2 separate regions of the Mus musculus genome follow, and region 1 is linked to region 2. Evidence: chromatin contacts called from public HiCAR-type data. All regions are on one chromosome and are shown on one strand. Each heading gives the region's core, a stretch centred on a gene start, on an enhancer-like site or on the middle of the called end of the contact. The rest is flanking DNA. Distances are from core to core; before and after follow the strand shown.

Evidence for each region. HiCAR-type assays count read pairs that join an accessible place to other places.
Region 1: a contact with region 2 is called in a HiCAR-type map of astrocytes, with 2.2 times the contacts expected there. The contact joins the promoter of Pank3 here to the enhancer-like site in region 2. A contact is called at or near these places in 2 of 39 promoter capture datasets (cranial neural crest and hippocampal neurons), 2 of 484 Hi-C or Micro-C datasets (the N1E-115 cell line and cortical neurons) and 3 of 115 datasets of contacts at active chromatin or transcription factors (astrocytes, embryonic forebrain and embryonic stem cells).

Annotation. Positions count from the first base shown.
Region 1 is chr11:35,768,231-35,770,956 of GRCm38.p6, reverse strand. It overlaps Pank3 (pantothenate kinase 3), which reads right to left and starts at 1,462. Exons shown (of 7, transcript NM_145962.2): 1 at 1,010-1,462. The coding sequence starts at 1,037.
Region 2 is chr11:35,446,819-35,449,518 of GRCm38.p6, reverse strand. All of the region lies in intron 4 of Slit3 (slit guidance ligand 3), which reads right to left. Among named protein-coding and RNA genes, the nearest start is that of Gm39705, 96 kb to the left of the region's middle. Within about 2 kb of position 1,383, at least 8 of the 459 cell types and tissues checked have an H3K27ac peak or open chromatin away from gene starts, as enhancers often do.

The DNA.
Region 1 (2,726 bases), core at 213-2,712, 320 kb before region 2:
ACTTTGAGCCAGTACAAGGAGGGGACTAAAAGTCACTGAAGCAAAGTTCTCTTTCCTCATCTTTAAGCACTGAGAACTCTCACGTTTTAAGTAAATGTTTCTGGACTGCGTTGGAAGCTGAGTCTGTGAGGTTTATGGGAACAGGCAGGGAAGATGTTCATGCCCCCTTTACAGCTGACCTCTAGGCGCAGTTGTAGATGGCATAAAACACTAAAATCTGTAAAACCTCTATGACAGGAACACAGATCCCCACATGCCCAGTTAGTAGAGAATGAAAGAACAACATTCACAAAGACTGAGCCAATAAACAAGCCAACCGCAGGAATAAGAGGCATTTAAAAGACAGCTTGTGAACCTTGATGTGTCTCTCATAACAGGGTTAGAACCTTTGCATGTATATGCATGTACAACTACAGAAAAAAGCTCGAGGTATTTATCACCATATTAATGTGTTCGAAATAGCTGAAATACGATGTTTAACCTTGGTGTTTATCTGCTCCCTAAAACACAAAACCAGCTGATTTTCTAAACTGCCCAAGCCATTAATTTATCTACAGGCAGAGTACATGCACAAGCGTTGAACAGCTCCAAATGCAAGGCTGACAACTCCCAGGAACCCACCTGGACTTCAAGGACACGCGCAGGAAACCCAGAAACTGGGGAAAATGGGAGGGAGGTGGTGTACCAACCCCTATCTGACAGCCATGACTACCTCTTTTCAAGAGGGGCCTGGTAGCTGTGCTCCCATTTTGGTAAAACCCGAGTCAAGATTCTCCCGTGCACCTCCCAGATCTGCAGGAGCAAGAGAGCAGCGGGCAGGGGGACCGCAGGAGCCTGGCCCTCATGCATGGGGGTGGGGAAGCCCGCCGCCTGCAACCTGGGGCTGCAGCGATCCCTCCCTTCCCTCCCTGGCTGGCGTCCGAGAACAGTCGCGAGCTTAAAGCGGGCCGCTCCGCCAGAGGCTCCAAGGCCCGTCTTCCCAACCCACGGGTCCCCGGTCCCATCTTACAGGGTTTTTTGGCATCCTTGATCTTCATGGCGTCGGCCTAAGGCGCGAGGGGTAGCCTCGGGTGCAGAGCTCAGCGAGGAGAGGTGAATACTCCGGAGCTGGCTGGGCCGCGCGGCGAGGCCCGGCCGGTTCCTCCCCTCAGGCCGGGTGGGGCGGGCCTAGGGCGGGGCGGCGGCGCCTGAGGCCACAGGCGGCCCACGGGGCGGCCCAGCAACCCCGCAAGGGGCGGCCGGGACCGAGCGAGCCGGGGAAGGCCGCGGGCCTCGCCGCTCCGTGGCCCCCCGCAGCCGCTCCGAACAAAAGGCCCCGGTCCCCCGAGCCGCCGCCGCCGCCGCCGCCGCACTGAGAAATAGCCCGCCCAGGCCCAGCGCCCACGTGACTCAGGCCTCCTCGCCTCGCTCTCCGCGGGGCTGCTAGGAGTTGTAGTTCTCCGTAGAGTGAGGCTCCACTCTCCTGCGGCAGATGCTCAGGCGGACTACAAAGCCCAGGATGCCTCTCGACCCCTATTTCTAGCCCCCCTCCGCTTCCGGAGATCGCCTCAGAGTGGTCCCAGCGGGGAAGAGGCGGAGCCTTAGTCACGCCAGCAAGGAGGCCGCCAATGGTAGCAAGCCGTGGGCGGTCCTGGCAATTCCCGGGCTCTGGTCTCGTAGCGGCTGAAAGAAGAGAGGGGTTGTGAACTCTGAGGGCGCTGTGGCTGTCACGCAGTCGCAGATTTTCCTCTTGATGGTTTTTCCCTGTGATGGCTGTGTCAAAATTCAGGGGTCCAGACCACTGAATACGTTTGATGAGATAAGTCATCCGCTAAAGGAACACCTTGAATATTGGGGTTGGAAGGTCACTAAAGATGGTAACATTTGCTACATAATTATTATTTAATGTAATGTAGTCTAGCAGCCTTTTGAGTCACATGCGAGTTTTATTTACTGTGAAGATACGGCAGGAACGAGGCAGTCGAAACACTTGAAAGTTGTAGTATGGTCGTGGTGCAACGCCTTTAATCCCTGAACTCTGTGGAGGCAGAGGCAGGCAGATCTCTGGAAATTCGAGGCCAGCCTGGTCTACAGAGCGAGTTCCAGGACACCCAGAGCTACAGAGAAACCCTGTCTCATAAAACAAAACGTTTGAAAGCACATGCCTTTCAGGTTCCTCACAGGATCTCTCTAGTCTAGCTCCTCATTATAAAGAGGAAAGTGACTTTCAGAGAAAAGAATTAGATGCACCAGTTCTCAGAATAAACCCAGGATACCCTTTTCTCTACGCCTCTTGTGATTTGAGATCATCCATCGGAAAAGGAAGAGATGGTATCAAGGACATGGCCTCTCCTCCACTTTTATGTCTTAGATGGCAAAGAATTCAGTCATTGACAATATGTGGCTTGGTAGGAACCTCCATGTGCTTGCCCCTGGGGAGTTGGCCCTGGAAGATAGCATTCCAAGAAACAATCTAACTGGCGAGCTCTGCTGTCCTGCCTTTGCTGATTGCTATAGTTTGGATTTAGTTGCTCTAAGCCAAAATTCACACTGAGGCTTCATTTCTCAATGAAGTAGTGTGAGAAGGTGGGGCCTTCAGGAAGTGACTGGGTAATGGGGACACCAGTCTTGCGGTTGATCAATGACTTTCTCTAGAGACTGTATTACATCTCATGGGACTAGGTTAGAGCTTATGGGAATGAGTTGGGTCTGGCAGGTCTGGTTTAATTACTGTGTACTGGTGGATA
Region 2 (2,700 bases), core at 134-2,633:
TCTGTTACCAAACATAATAACGGAGGACAGTCCCATTTTGTAATAACTGTCTCAGAATGCCCCAGGCGTGAATGAAGCAGAGCGATGAGGAGCAGGTCTGTGCTTTCCATCCCAGGCTCAACTGGGCATTCATTGACAGGATGGCAGGTGGAATCGCCCAATAAATAAATGATTTATCCACCTCTCCCTGTTCAGCACACACAGTTAGATTCCATAGAAGTTGAACATTACCCTTCCCAATCAAATATATAAATATAAAAACAAGCATCCGACCCAGCTGTTTATTTTTTTTTTTTAGTCCAGTGAGTTATTCTACGGTTATCCTGGGGTTTGAGAGCACAACCCATCGAAATCACGGTTGGCAGAAGGGAAAATGTCATGAAAGGCAGATATGGTCCCTTTCTCTCAGGAGATACAGTCACAAAGAGAAACATAGGCCCCAGGGTGGAGGAGTAAGCGAGGCCATCCAGTGGTATGGGAAAGGACTCCGGATATTTTTACTGCCAGTCTTCTGCAACAGAATAATACCTATGTTTTCTGTAGCATGGTCCAAGGCAAGAGTTTTCCTGAAAACCTCATTGATGCCTGGTCTGGGATTTGAAGGCAGGGTCTTAGACCTCAGCTAAAGGAACAATGGGATTCCTAGCTGCTAACAGTGTTTATTAATAAAGAGAAAGTGGCTTCAGGCTACAGAAAGGAGGCACACCATTCTGAAGGCTTATCAGAGGGGCTTCCTGCTGACCCCTTGTTTGATCTAGGTTCAGCACCACCTGTTGCTCTCCTGTCTATGCCTCATGAGGAGAAGTCTCTGAAGAAGGAGACAGACAGAGCTTTAGCTTTAGCAGGACCAGAGACACAGTTTGAGGGCTTTGCGGCACATGACTGGGGAGGGGAGAATATGCCATGCAGTCACTTACACAGGCAGTGGGAAGGCCACCTAGACCGCTCTCAGCCCAGAACCAGACTCAAGCCCAGGAGGCCTACCTTGGCCCACCGCTCAAACCGATCTCGAATCTTCTGGCACTTCTTGGGGGCAGGGGTGGTGGTGGTAGAAGGCAGCACAAAAGAGTTGGGAAACAGTTTTAATGAGAAATATTCCCCCAAAGTTCCCAAGTGCTGTGAGTTATAAATGAAGCCATGAATCATGGGGCTGCCTGCAATATTTTATAAGTGGTGTTGGAAAACCGCCTCTAATAAACTTGGGGGAAGATGGATCACCTTTCTGGAAAAGCAGAAAAGGATGTTGGAGGTATAAATACACCCAAAGACTGGACTGTGATCCCTCCAGTGAAGCCATGCAGCCCCGCCCCCACCCCGTGCCCAGTGCTCCAGCCTTAAGTACTTTATGACTGAGGGCTCCTCGCGGGCGCTTACATTTCAAACTGACTGTTGGCTCACATCTGCTATTACTTCCCGGAGTTGCAGCATTCCACATCCAGAGCCCCCGGCCCAGAGAAACTCCCTCCCCACATCTCCCCACTAGCACAGAGGTCACGTGACTGCAGTGGTGAAGGAGGAAGAGGAAATGCCAAATGGACTAGGAGAAAGGATGGAAATAGAAACAGAGGAAGAGGGTAAGGGGAGACTCTGAAGAAGAAAGACAGATGGGACAAGAGTGGGAAGATGAGGGAGGATAACAAGCCTTCCCCTGAGACATAGGTGCTAAGACAAAAATGATATGTGGTCATGTACGGGGCGGAGCTGTGATTCCATGGAAATACCCAACTGGGGAGTGAAAACGGCCACCCCAAGAGTCTTGTCCCATGGCTTGAGATTCATTTCCCAAGTCGGGTAATGGGGGTGGGGTATAAGACTAAATGGACACATGCAGATATGGGCAGGTGGAAACTGGCTTGGAATTTCTTTCTCCCCCAAACCCAAGATCACTTTTCCTTTTTCTGTTTTTCATCTCTCTACATATCTTACTGTTTTCTCTGAATGTGAGGGAACATTTGGACCTAGAGCCTGACTTTGTGTCTGGGATGGGGTGGGAGTGGGGTCCTGGTTGGGATGGGGTGGGGGTGGGGTCCTGGTAACAATGATGCCAAACATGGTAGGCCAGAACTTATTTGGGACCATGCCACAGCTGTAGGACAACTGCCATGCAGCTTTGCACAGGGGGAAGATAGACTACTTGTGATACAACAGAAACTGCCTACAAACTTACGGCCAAGGGGTAGGTGAACCAAGAATAAATAATTCGTTCACTAACAGGAAAAGAAATGTCAGAGGTAAGGAGAGGGTCTACCTAAATTGACTTGATGGGAATTCCCGCTGAAGGCAGGCCAGAGTGATCAGACATCATCTTCTGTCAGGGTGATGGAGGATAGAGGATATCAAAGATGTTTGGGTAATGGGGTGGGGGAGGGGATTTGGACCAAACCAACTTCAACAGCCTTGCAGAGATGAACTGAAAGTCTGAGAGTCAAGCCCTGTTTGGGAAGAGGATTTAGAGAAGCCTGCCTGAAGTTAGAGAAAGGATGGAGTTCTGGGCAGTGGAAGGGGAACGGAGGCTCCTCCTCCCACCACCAGGGCTCTGAGCAGCTGGGTTCAACTGTGTGAACTTTATTTAGCAGGTATATCCGAGTTTATCACACCCTGGCCACACAGGCAGTGGGCTATGACTCAAAGCAATAGCCCTTGGGAAGGGCTTCATAACCTCTTAGGATGAGACTCTTTTCTTGCTTGGCCTGTCTCTAC